Regions from separate parts of the Callithrix jacchus genome. Here region 2 is linked to region 1. Evidence: chromatin contacts called from public Hi-C data. All regions are on one chromosome and are shown on one strand. Each heading gives the region's core, a stretch centred on a gene start, on an enhancer-like site or on the middle of the called end of the contact. The rest is flanking DNA. Distances are from core to core; before and after follow the strand shown.

Evidence for each region. Hi-C and Micro-C count contacts between places; a contact is called where the count stands out from the background.
Region 2: a Hi-C map of skeletal muscle shows a contact between it and region 1, with 3 times the contacts expected there. The contact joins the promoter of FKBP3 here to the promoter of TOGARAM1 in region 1. A contact is called at or near these places in 2 of 3 Hi-C or Micro-C datasets (both in skeletal muscle).

Annotation. Positions count from the first base shown.
Region 1 is chr8:79,511,588-79,518,053 of calJac240_pri, forward strand. TOGARAM1 (TOG array regulator of axonemal microtubules 1) reads left to right here and starts at 2,792. Exons shown (of 20, transcript XM_035260411.3): 1 at 2,792-5,069. The coding sequence starts at 3,024. KLHL28 (kelch like family member 28) reads right to left here and starts at 2,549. Exons shown (of 6, transcript XM_078334837.1): 1 at 2,448-2,549.
Region 2 is chr8:79,696,199-79,702,664 of calJac240_pri, forward strand. It overlaps FKBP3 (FKBP prolyl isomerase 3), which reads right to left and starts at 3,194. Exons shown (of 7, transcript XM_002753855.7): 1 at 3,062-3,194. The coding sequence starts at 3,169. It overlaps FANCM (FA complementation group M), which reads left to right and starts at 6,379. Exons shown (of 22, transcript XM_078334829.1): 1 at 6,379-6,466.

The DNA of each region.
Region 1 (6,466 bases), core at 1,542-4,041:
CACTCTTAAAGTTACTAAAATTTTAAATTTGTTTTACCTGAATTTGCAATTTTCAATGTATCCTTAACCATGTCCTTTTAACTTTCCGAGGTGTATTACTAATAAAACACCTACTAGTGTATTCTACTATTCTAAAAACTGATTAAAACTTGTACTCTATATAAATATGATTAAATACAAAAGGCTTAAGTCAATATATGAGGAATTCCTAGATTTCCAAAGTAAGATTCTTTTTTTTTCTGAAATGCAGTCTCACTCTGTTGCCCAGGGTGGAGTGCAGTGGCACAATCTTGGCTCACTGCAACCTCCATCTCCAGGGTTCAAGCAATTCTTCAGCCTCAGCCTCCTAAGAAGCTCGGACTACAGGTGCCCACCACCCCACTGGCTAATTTCTGTATGTTTAGTAGAGGTGGGGTTTCACCATGTTGGTCAGGTTGGTCTTGAACTCTTGACCTCGTGATCTACCCTCCTTGGCCCCACCAAAGTGCTGGGATTACAGGTGTGAGTCACAGTGCCTGGCCTCCAAAGTAAGATTTTTTAAAAAATCTGCTTCGTAGTAAACAGAATACACATTAAACGGATGAGATTCATGTTCCACAAAATAACTCTAAAAGATAATCAGTAAGACGTGATGCTGATGAATATCCACCACGGAGACTAATGCATCTTCTAAGTCTTCAATCAAAGAGACAAAATATAACAGATATAAAATAAATAGCAATCTGCAATGTATCCACAGGGACATAAAAAAACGAGTCAAAAGGAAGACTCATCTTGCTTTGTCCCCAGGAACAGGGCATGATAACTGCTTAAGTATCCACGTCTTTCATTTAAGACTTTTGAAGTTCCTTTTCTGTGATTCCATGATCACTACACAACCTCTAGTTATTAACTTGGCTTCCCAAGTTCTTGGGTACAAGAGAGGGTGTACTGGATTTTCAACCTGAAAATTCCGATCCAACATAAACTGGCATTGTAATGTGTCCATCATTCTCCAGGTTAGTTTGAACTGGGTTCCTCAAGTATGGGCAATACGTGAGCAGAAGTCTATGCATTTAAGCTTCTTAGGTTAAATATGAGAACCAAATACTTTCTCATCGGCAACTGCTACAATCATTTATTGTTTTTCACCTTCTTATCTTTAATCTGTCCCTAAAATCAAACATGCTAGCCAATCCTAATTTAGGCAGATTCATTTAAACACGAAAATGGCCATCAAAACCAAAGTAACAACCTAGAATTTAAACCAAAACACAGAATGCATATTTACACAGCCTCATTTACATTAATAGTCTATTCCCCTCCAATCCCCGCAAAAAAATCTGTGATATTCAAATTGTGCTTTAAGGCAAAAATCCAGAAATTATTTTTGCACTTGCATCAGCTGGAAGCATTATTTATAAAGCTGTTTGGCATATGTGACTCAATCACTCCAAGGCTTTAAAAAGTATTTAAGAGAAATCCCACCTGGTACAGAGCAGAGTAGGAAAACTTGCATCTGAAGTGCATAAATTTGGGTCTTCAAATGATAACTTAGACTTTTCGCACGGGTCATTCAAAAGTAATTGTATTACTCCTTCAAAAAAAACATCTCTCTTCCACACTCCAAAGCATTCAGGCTCACACTAGACATTCCAGCTCTTTCGGTCTGTCCGTTTAAGTATCATTTACGAGAAGAAAAATGCACACCAAATTCTCAGTTCGCCTAAAATAAAGAAATGTCTACTATCATTCCTAAATCCACAGGGCAGAATTCCCTGAGAACCGTGATGCCAAGAACTTCCACCGCAACTGAAATTGTCTTCGCAATCTGTCTCTAGGAGACTGAAAGGCTGCAGAGACGCTTGAGGATCCTGCAGGGAAGCTAGGGCGGCAGACGGAGGGGGCGGAGGGAAGGGGAGAGTCCCAAAGAGGAACTGCATTAGAAGGAAAGACTTTGATAACGGCTAGGGGAGAGGCGGTTAGCTACAGGAAAACAAAAACAAAAACAAAAACAAAACAGACCTATTTCCAGATTGTGTGCGTTTTATAGAGAACGCAAAGTGATGGAGATAAGGAAACAAGGCCGCCGCCCCCCTCCCTACCCCCGAAAAATTAACCCTCCACGGCCGGAGGGTTAAGAGAAGTCAACAAAAGGAGAAGGGGTAGGAGGGCGGGGAGAATAAAGGCCCCAAAGACCAGGAATTGAAAAAAAGTACCCGATTTGTGAGCTTGGCCGTGGTCCGGATCTTCTGTCCTGACAAGCAGATGACAAGAGGAAAGGATCGCTGTTACTCAGGGCTGTAGAGAGTAACGCGTTTACAAGGGTAACGAGCCCTGCACAAGAAGATGTCGCCTCTCTTTCCACCTGCTCCGTTCATTCCTTTGCCTCTTACTCTAGCACCAGTGGCATTCAGGCAAAACACTGCCAAAGCCTGCACCGCTGGAGGACAGCAAAAGGAAAATACCTGAGTCCCAGTAATCACGCTGGCAGCGACAGGAGGAGGAGTCGCGGACAACTCGGACCTGGACTGGATCCTCACTAGCTCCGGTCAAACCCCAACTCTTACGGGTGGGGCGGGCAATTTCCGCCCAGAGCAAGGAGAGCGTCACATCCGTCTAAAGTCTTCACCCCTCCTCCCTTCTCCGCTCTAGCTACGTTTACAGCGTTGTGACTTCCTCTTCCAGGAGACCTTGGCCTAGTCTTAATATCTGACGTAAACTACGTAACCCAGCATTCATCACGGCAAGTGGACTTCCGGGTTAAGAGGTCCGCGCTGGGTACATCACCATGGAAGCGATCGGTTTGGTCACGTGGTGCCCCTGGTTACGCCCGGCGGCAGCTGTGGGGTCTAGGGCGCAGACGGGGGCCATTTTCCCAGAGGCTGCCTCCCGGAGTTGGGGGCGGCCTGGCGGCAGGTTGAAGCTGTCCTTTTTCCTCTTCTGCAGTTTGGGCCTTGGAGAGGATCTGGAAGTCTGGGCTCCATTGAGCCCATCCGAGACAGCAATGGTTTCTTCCAGCCACAGCCACCTGACGACCCTGCATGGCGGCTGCGCCCACCGCGCTGCTTCTGCTGCCGCCCTTTCCAGTCCTCTGTGCCTATCAGCTCCAGAGCCGCAGTCGTCCTTCCGCCTCAGAGACTGATGATAGTCGAGTTGGGGACATTATGAGAGGAGAGAAAAATTGCTACTGCCGTGGAGCTGCTGGGGACCACGGTTCCTGCCCCACTGCCACCTCGCCTCTGGCCTCGGCCCTCTTGTTGCCCTCGGAGGCAGTCTCTAGCAGCTGGTCTGGGTCTGGAGGCAGTTTGTCTGGGGGAGATGAAGAGGAGACTCGGCTCCTTCAACTCCTTCGCACCGCGCCGGATCCTTCTGAGGCCTTTCAGGCTTTGCAAGCTGCTTTGCCGAGGCGGGGCGGTCGACTTGGCTTCCCCCGACGCAAGGAAGCTTTGTATCGGGCACTGGGCCGAGTGCTTGTGGAAGGAGGTAGTGATGAGAAGCGACTCTGCTTGCAATTTCTCTCAGACGTTCTCCGGGGTCAGGGGGAGGCAGGCCAGCTGGAAGAGGCCTTTAGCTTAGCACTTTTGCCTCAACTAGTAGTCTCGTTACGGGAAGAGAATCCAGCCTTGCGGAAAGATGCGCTGCAGATTCTGCATATATGTCTGAAACGTAGTTCTGGAGAGGTGCTGAGAACGCTTATACAGCAAGGACTGGAAAGTACCGATGCCCGACTTAGAGCTTCCACAGCACTGCTGCTCCCCATCTTGCTTACTACTGAGGACTTGTTACTTGGTTTGGATCTCACCGAGGTGATAATATCCCTAGCCCGAAAGCTTGGTGATCAGGAGACAGAAGAAGAATCTGAGACAGCTTTCTCCGCACTTCAACAAATTGGGGAGCGACTTGGCCAAGACAGATTTCAGTCTTATATTTCTCGTCTGCCCTCTGCCCTGAGGAGACACTACAATCGGCGCCTGGAGTCCCAGTTTGGTGGTGAGGTTCCTTATTATTTGGAACTTGAAGCCTCTGGATTTCCTCAAGATCCCCTTCCCTGTCCAGTGACTCTTTCCAACAGCAATCTTAAATTTGGGATTATTCCTCAGGAGCTGCATTCACGGTTGTTGGATCAGGAAGACTATAAGAACCGGACTCAGGCCGTCGAAGAACTAAAGCAGGTGCTGGGAAAATTTAACCCTAGTTCTACTCCTCATTCTAGTCTTGTTGGCTTCATTAGTTTGCTATATAATTTGTTAGATGATTCTAACTTCAGAGTGGTCCATGGCACACTTCAAGTCTTACATTTACTGGTTACTCGCCTTGGAAAGCAGGTACAGCAGTTTTTGGGACCGGTTATAGCAGCTTCAGTCAAAGTGCTGGCAGACAACAAGTTGGTGATCAAACAAGAATACATGAAAATCTTTCTCAAGCTAATGAAGGAAGTAGGACCTCAGCAGGTGCTTTGTTTACTCCTGGAACATCTCAAACATAAGCATTCCAGAGTGAGAGAGGAGGTGGTGAACATATGCATCTGCTCCCTGCTGACCTATCCTAGTGAGGATTTTGACTTGCCCAAACTGTCCTTTGATCTTGCCCCAGCTCTTGTAGATAGCAAACGCAGGGTACGCCAAGCAGCTTTAGAAGCTTTTGCTGTATTGGCATCATCAATGGGCTCAGGTAAAACCAGCATCCTTTTTAAAGCTGTGGATACTGTTGAACTGCAAGATAATGGAGATGGAGTGATGAATGCTGTGCAGGCCAGACTGGCTAGGAAAACCTTACCAAGGCTAACAGAGCAGGGATTTGTGGAATATGCAGTACTCATGCCATCTTCTGCCCAGGGTAGGTCAAACCATTTGGCATATGGAGCAGATACGGACTGGCTTCTGGCTGGTAACAGAACTCAGAGTGCACACTGCCACTGTGGTGACCACATGAGGGATAGCATGCAAATTTATGGATCTTACAGTCCAACTATCTGTACCCGAAGGGTATTAAGTGCAGGAAAAGGAAAAAATAAATTACCATGGGAAAATGAGCAGTCCGGAATCATGGGAGAAAACCAGACCTCCACTTCCAAGGATATAGAGCAGGTATGCTTCTCTAATTTTCTTGAGTCGAAAATGTGAAGAATTTAAAATGAAAATATGCCTGTGATGACTTAAGGGTGAGCCTCCTTGAGGGAAACATGTTATGCTTTGTTTTAAATCAATCTGAATGTTAATGTGGGTACAATTCACAAAGGACCATTTCATAGGGTTCCTGCTTGATAAATTTGATTAAATTTGAGACTGGTGATATAGACAATGTCAAGATTCAGTTTTAGCTTGTTAGTGTGGCATTTCAGTTATCTCATTCATACAACAAACATTGAATACCTAGTAGGTGCCAGATAAAGAGCTAAATTCTGGGAATGAGGATGAGGCCAGTTTCACACACTATAGGGAAAAGCTCAGACCTAGGAATTAGCAATTAACAAATGTGTTAAGTGCTAAAGTCTAAATATAAACAGAATCCTGAAGGAATACTGAAGATAGATAAAAATAATTCCACTAGAAAAGTACAAAAAAAAGCCTCCACAGAAGATATGACATTTGAACTGAGATTTCCCCCCTGAAGCTTTTATTTTTAAAAAATCCAAATCTACAGATAAGTTAAGAGTACAATGAATACCCATGTACTTCATCTATATTTACCAGTTGTAACATCTTGATGTATTTTCTCCATATTTGCTGAACCATTTGAAAGTAAATTGTGGATATCTTGAGATTCACTCCTAAATATCTCGGCATGTATCTCCTAAGAATTACATTCTCCTTTATAACCATATATCATTGTTTCACCTCAGACTATCAGTAGTAATTCAGTAATACATGACAGACAACCTGTATTTAAATATCTCCAATTGTCTCCAAGAGCATTTTATATTTCTTGTTTTACTTTTATCATCCAGGATCCAGTCAAGGTTCATGTGGTTAATGTCCCTTTTAATTTTATCTAGAAAAATATCCTTCTTGTTGTTTGTTTCTTTGTTTTTTTTTCACGGCATTGGTTTTTTTAAAAAAGAGTTTGGGGTATTTTTATAGAATGTCCCAAGTTTTAAATTTATCTGATTGTTTCCTTGATTAGATTCAAAATACGTATTTTTAGGAAAATATTGCATAGAAGATATATATATACGTATACACACACACACACACACATATATGAAGTAGAAGATAAGTAGTGTGAACTTCACAGTACATTACATTATGAGGCAAATGATGTGAGATGAGGTTGCCCCATCACTAATGATGCTTAATTTTGCTGTTTGGAGGGGAGGTTGGGGAGGGATAACATGGGGAGAAATGCCAGATATAGGTGATGGGGGGAGGAGAAGGGGGGGTGGCGGAGGGGTTGGAGGCAGCAAACCACTTTGCCATGTATGTACAACATTCCTGCATGATCTCCACATGTACTCCAGAACCTAACGTACAATTTTTAAAAAAAG
Region 2 (6,466 bases), core at 1,944-4,443, 190 kb after region 1:
TGTATGGGCTGTGGAATCATATTACCTAGGTTAAAATCCTACCTCTTTGGGCCAGGTACGGTGGCTCACACCTGTAATCCCAGTACTTTGGGAGGGAGGCCAAGGCTGGTAGATCGCCTGAGGTCAGGAGTTTGAGACCTGTCTGGCCAATATGACGAAACCCCAACTCTACTAAAAATACAATTAGCCGGGCATGGTGACGTATGCCTGTAGTCCTAGCTTGGAAGGCTGAGGCAAGAGAATTGCTTGAACCTCGGAGGCAAGAGGTTGCAGTGAGCCAAGATTGCGCCACTGTACTCCGGCCTGGGTGACAGAGTGAGACTCTGTCTCAAAAAAAAAAAAAAAAAAAAAAATCCTAGCTGTCTGATACTACAAAGGGGACTAAGCCTGTCTAAGGACTCAGCCTCGCCCTGAGGCTGAGGAGGGTGGATCACCGGAGCTCCGAAGTTTGCGAGTAGCCTGGCCAACATGGTGAAACCCTGTCTCTACTAACATGCAAAACATCAGATGGACATGGCAGTGTGCGCCTGTAATCTCAGCTACTAGGGAGGCTGAGGCAGGAGAATCGCTCGAACCTGGGAGGCAGAAGTTGCAGTGAGCGGAGATTGTGCCACTGCACTCCAGCCTGGGCGACAGAGTGTGACTCCCTCTCCCAGAAAAACAAAACAAAACAAAAAAACCACAAGACTCAGCCATATCTGTAATGGAAGATTAATAATAGCATCTATGTCAAACAGTTGCTCTAAGAATAAAAATGTAACAATCCATTTGATGCATTTAGCATAGAGTCTGTCACACAGTAAGAGTCTCCACCTCTTGGGTTCAAACAATTCTCCTGCCTCAGCCTCCCGAATAGCTGACATTAGAGGCGCCCACCACCATGCCCAGCTAATTTTTTGTGTTTTTAGTAGAAATGAAGTTTTGCCACGTTGGCCAGGCTGGTCTGGAATGCCTGGCCTCAAGTGATCTGCTCCCTTTGGCCTCCCAAAGTGCTAGGATTACAGAAACGAGCCACCACGCCTGGCCAAGGCTGTGGGTTTAAAAGATTACTATGTTATAAAAACATTTTGGGCCGGCGCGGTGGCTCAAGCCTGTAACCCCAGGATTTTGGGAGGCCTAGGCGGATGGATCACGAGGTCAAGAGATCGAGACCATCCTGGTCAACATGGTGAAACCCCGTCTCTACTAAAAATACAAAAAATTAGCTGGGCATGGTGGCGCGTGCCTGTAATCCCAGCTACTCAGGAGGCTGAGAGAGGAGAATTGCCTGAACCCTGGAGGCGGAGGTTGCGGTGAGCCGAGATTGCACCATTGCACTCCAGCCTGGGTAACAAGAGCGAAACTCCGTCTCAAAAAAAAAAAAAAATTTTTTTTTTGATAATCCAAGTCTGTTTAAATTGTCCCAAGTGGCCCAGTTTTACATTCGATTCCACATTGGCATGATTTGTTTCATAAGACTATGATGAAGTACAGGACAAAGGGATTAATAAATGTTAATGATATGTCTATTCTATTGTTTCAGATGAAATATTAATTAGCTTAAGAAAAAATAGCTTAAAATGGGGTAAGCTCCCCGATGCATGTTCTTTCTTTTTCGCTCTTGTACCTCCAAACATTGAGAATAGGTTTTGTTACAGATGTTGTATTAATATTTACTACATTAATCTAAGATGCAACTGCCAGGATAATGATTCAGGAAGAAGGAACTGGAAGTTGGAGAGTTCTTATATCGCCCTGTCAAGACACCCTTCCAAAATGAAATAAAATATAATCTCCTCACGGTGGCTCACGCCTGTAATCCCAGCACTTTGGGAAGCCAAGGCGGGTGAATCACGAGGTCAGGAGTTCGAGACCACCTTGGCCAATATGGTGAAACCCTGTCTCTACTAAAAATACAAAAAACTTAAGGCCAGGCGTGGTGGCTCAAGCCTGAATCCCAGCACTTCGGGAGGCCGAGGCCTGCGGATCACGAGGTCAAGAGATCGACCATTCTGGCCAACATGGTGAAACCCCGTCTCTATTAAAAAAAAAAAAAATACAAAAAAGTTAGCTGGGCGTGGTGGCGCGCACCTGTAGTCCCAGCTGCTTGGGAGGCTAAGGAAGGAGAATCGCTTGAACCCAGGAGGCTGAGGTTGCAGTGAGCCGAGATCACTCCACTGCACTCCAGCCTGGGTAACAGCTCGACTCCAGCTCAAAAATAAAACCCAGAAACAATTTTTCTAAATTAAAGTTTAGGAATTTTTAAAATTGTATAGAAAACACAAGCAGTCTGCCACTTGTCAGAGGAGAATGCGGCGTGCACAACTATCTCAGCAATTTAAGAGACACATGAATGATCTTAATTTCCAAAGGAAAAAAAAAAAACAAAAATAACTTCACTATAGACATATGGTTAAGATGGAGACTATGCTGACAATGGAGAGCATACAGTATAAAGAATTTCAAATAAATTTCTTAATCTGTTTATAACAATGGGAGACCACTGCACAAGAGAAATGTGCACGTACCTCCCTGAAAGTATAAAGGTGAGAAGGTCATTAAAGGGTCGGTATGTTAAACCAAAACGTAAACCACAACCTACGGATTTTTAAAAAATCACTCGCATTAATATTAAGTATTTAGTAAATTGTTGAGAAAAGTTAAGTTGGATAACCGTTCCCATAGAAATCTTCACATCCCTTTTTCCCTAGTAGCCGACGCCCCGCTCCCAGGAGTCTCATCCACACCACTATTCCTCGGCTTCCCCGCCCTAATCCCCAATATCTTCGGGTCCCTTTTTTTCTGGCCTCCACCCCTACTCAAGGATCCCAATGAGGTCCTAACTCCACAGTTGCCAACCCGTGTGCCCCAAGAAATAAAGCTGCTCCGCCGCCCCAGTAGGGCACGCCGAGGGGCGGGAGCTAGGCTCTGAGGCGCACACTGGGCCGCTGCGGCCTGCCCGGCCACCGGCCGCGGGAAGACGAGGGCGGAGGCACAGAGGAATACGGAATGTATGGGCATCTCCAGGGGGGTGAGGCGTCCCTCAGCCGCACCAGCCCGGCCGCCCCTCCGCCTCCGGTACCGAATCTGAGCCGTGGTCCTGCAGAAACTTGATAATGTCCTTCTTGGGCAGCTGCTCACTGCGCAGCTGCTCCACGGTCCACGCCCGCTGTGGAACAGCCGCCGCCATCTTCCCCCGCCGCCTCTGCTTTACTGAGCCAGCCCGCCGCAGTTCGGCATCGCCCCGCCCCCTGAGGCGTGGCGTGGCCCCTGACGGAAGTCGAGGGGCGGGTCACTGCTCTAGCAGTCGGGACTGGGACCTGTCTTTGAGTGACGTCAAGGTTGTGCTATGTGGGCTTCTTTGTTGGGTCCGGGTTAAAAAACCTACCGCAGTGGTCTCAGCAGTTCACCGAATTGAAGACCGCTAGTGGTCCTTAATTCTGAATTATATCCGCTGTGAAGCGGCCGATGATGGTAGCGACATTTATCAGCCATTACTCACTGTTATTGCTTATGGCAACTATGGCTTTAAAGCTCAGTCTATTACCTGTTAAAAGAAAGCCCCTGAATGGGCTCCTCATCTCGTTTTATCTAGTTCTATTCTAAAAATTCACACCTAAACTGGCTCAGTCCTTGTCGATCAGGAAACACACCATCTCTCCTCCCCTTTTGTTTTTTTGAGACGGAGTTTCGCACCGTTGCCAGGGCTTGAGTGCAATGGCGTGATCTCGGCTCACTGCAACCTCCACCTCCCGGTTCAAGCGATTCTCCTGCCTCAGCCTCCTAAGTTGCTGCGACCACAGGCACACGCCACCACACCTGGTTAATTTTTGTATTTTTAGTAGAGACGGGGTTTCACTATGTTGGCTAGCTGGTCTCTAACTCCTGACCTCGTGATCCGCCCGCCTCAGCATCCCAAAGTGCTGGGATTACAGGCGTGAGACACCGTGCCCGGCCTTTTAAAGATCACACAACTGCCTGGCGCGGTGGCTCACGCCTGTAATCCTAGCACTTTAGGAGGCCGTGGCGAGTGGATCATGAGGTCAAGAAATTGAGACCATCCTGGTCAACATGGTGAAACCCGTCTTTACTAAAAATACAAAAAATTAGCTGGCATGGTGGCGTGTGCCTGTAATCCCAGCTACTCAGGAGGCTGAGGCGAGAGAATTGCTTGAACCGAGGAGGCGGAGGCTGCGGTGAGCCGAGATCGCGCCATTGCACTCCAGCCTGGGTAACAAGAGCGAAACTCCGTCTCAAAAAAAAAAAAAAAGATCACACAACTGAAACTTAAATACAAACTGCTCATCCCCTTCCCCACATACAGACACGAGAAAGTTTGTATAAAACGAAGTTCAGAAACTTGAACAAAACAATTTCTAAAGAAGCTGCACTCAGGATGTCACTTGCTAATGAAAATGACATTATTAATGCTCGTAACTCTGTGATGTATATATATTTTTTCAGTACGCAAGGAAACATTTACAGCTGTTACTCAAAGTTGTCAGGTTTAGAGAGAAGAAGTTAGGAATTGACTGAGATCGAAATCTTCGTTAGAGTGGAGTAATTGCACACCGACGTTTATTATAATGCTCTTATGTGTAATAAAGATTTAATAGTTGAACATCAGGACTCCTTACATAAGAAAAAAAATTCTGGCCGGGCCTGTAATCCCAGCACTTTGAGAGGCCTAGGAGGGAGGATCACCAGGTCAGGAATTCGAGACCAGCCTGGCCAACATGGTGAAACCCAGTCTCTACTAATAGAAAAATTAGCTGGGCGTGATGGGGCGCACCTGTAATCCCAGCTGCTCAGGAGGCTAAGGCAGGAGAATCGCTCGAACCTGGAAGGCGGAGGTTGCAGTGAGCCGAGATGTGCTACTTACTGCACTCCAGCCTGGGCAACAGAGCAAGACTCCGTCTCAAAAAAAAAAAAAAAAAAATTAGGCTTACTCTGGGCATGCTGCTTATGAGTTACCCCTGCTCTGCAAGAAGCTTTTTTTTTTTTTTTAAATTCTGGGCCGGGCGAGGTGGCTCAAGCCTATAATCCCAGCACTTTGGGAGGTCGAGGCGGGTGGATCACAAGGTCAAGAAATCGAGACCATCCTGGTCAACAAGGTGAAACCCTGTCTCTATTAAAAATACAAAAATTAGCTGGGCATGGTGGTGCGCGCCTGTAATCCCAGCTACTAGGGAGGCTGAGGCAGGAGAATTGCTTGAACCCAGAAGGCGGAGGTTGTGGTGAGCCGAGATCGTGCCATTGCACTCCAGTCTGGGCAACAAGAGCGAAACTCCGTCTCAAAAAAAAAAAAAAAAAAAAAATTCTGACGAATAGCTGGACCAGATCAAGTTCACTTCCCTTTAAACAATGAAAATATAAAAATAGGCCGGCATGGTGGCTCACGCCTGTAATCTTAGCACTTTGGTAGGCCGATCACCTGAGCTCAGGAGGTCGAGACCAGCCTGACCAACACGGTGAAACCCGTCTCTACTAAAAACATAAAATTAGCCAGGCGTGGTGGCACATGCCTGTAATCCCAGCTACTTGGGAGGCAGTTGCGGTAAACTGAGATCGCGCCATTGCATTCCAGCCTGTGTAACAAGGGCGAAAGAAACGACGTCTCAAAAGACAAAACAAAAACAGAAAAAATAAAATAACGGGTTGCCACTCCTAGCATGGTGAAAAAGAGACTTGGCATTTTTTTCTCATCCCAGATAGAGATATAAGACAAATTATTCTATCTACACACTTCTGCTTTTTACCTTATATCCGATTTCAAAGTACAAGGATTGGGAGGCCGAGGCAGGTGGATCACAAGGTTAGGAGTTTGAGACCAGCCTGGCCAACATGGTGAAACCCCCTCTGTACCAAAAATACAAAAATTAGTCAGGCGCCGTGGCACGCTCCTGTAATCCCGGTTACTCGGGAGGCTGATGCAGGAGAATCGCTTGATCCCGGGAGGCGGAGGCTGCAGTGAGCCGAGATCGCGCCATTGCACTCCAGCCTGGGCGACAGAGTGAGACTGTCTGAAAAAAAAAAAAGTGCAAGGAATGAGACACGTTAGAGGCTCAATAACATTAAATTCACAAATTGATGAGTATTTCATGGTACCCTGGTATATAATATATAATAAATCTCTTTTATAACATTTTAAGTGATTTATCACCTTAGCGGTGACTCCCAGACACCTAACCATTGGAAACGGAACTTAAATTTAGAGCCTGTTAAAACAAAACAAAACACCGGAACTTCAAGGGAGCATATTTGAGTAACGCCTTATAATGCGCATGCGTCTCCGGAAGAAAGGAGAGAGTTTCCGGGAAGCCAGCCAATCATATTTCCAACGCAAACTCTGTGGCGGTATTTACAACTGGATAAACTGGCCTTAGTCCCTCCTCGTTCGGTTTTTGTGCGAAGGAAACTGATGGGGATCCGAACCGTAGCGGTTGAGCTGCTGCTGCCACGGGTATCTGAGTGAAGCCTTTGGGTG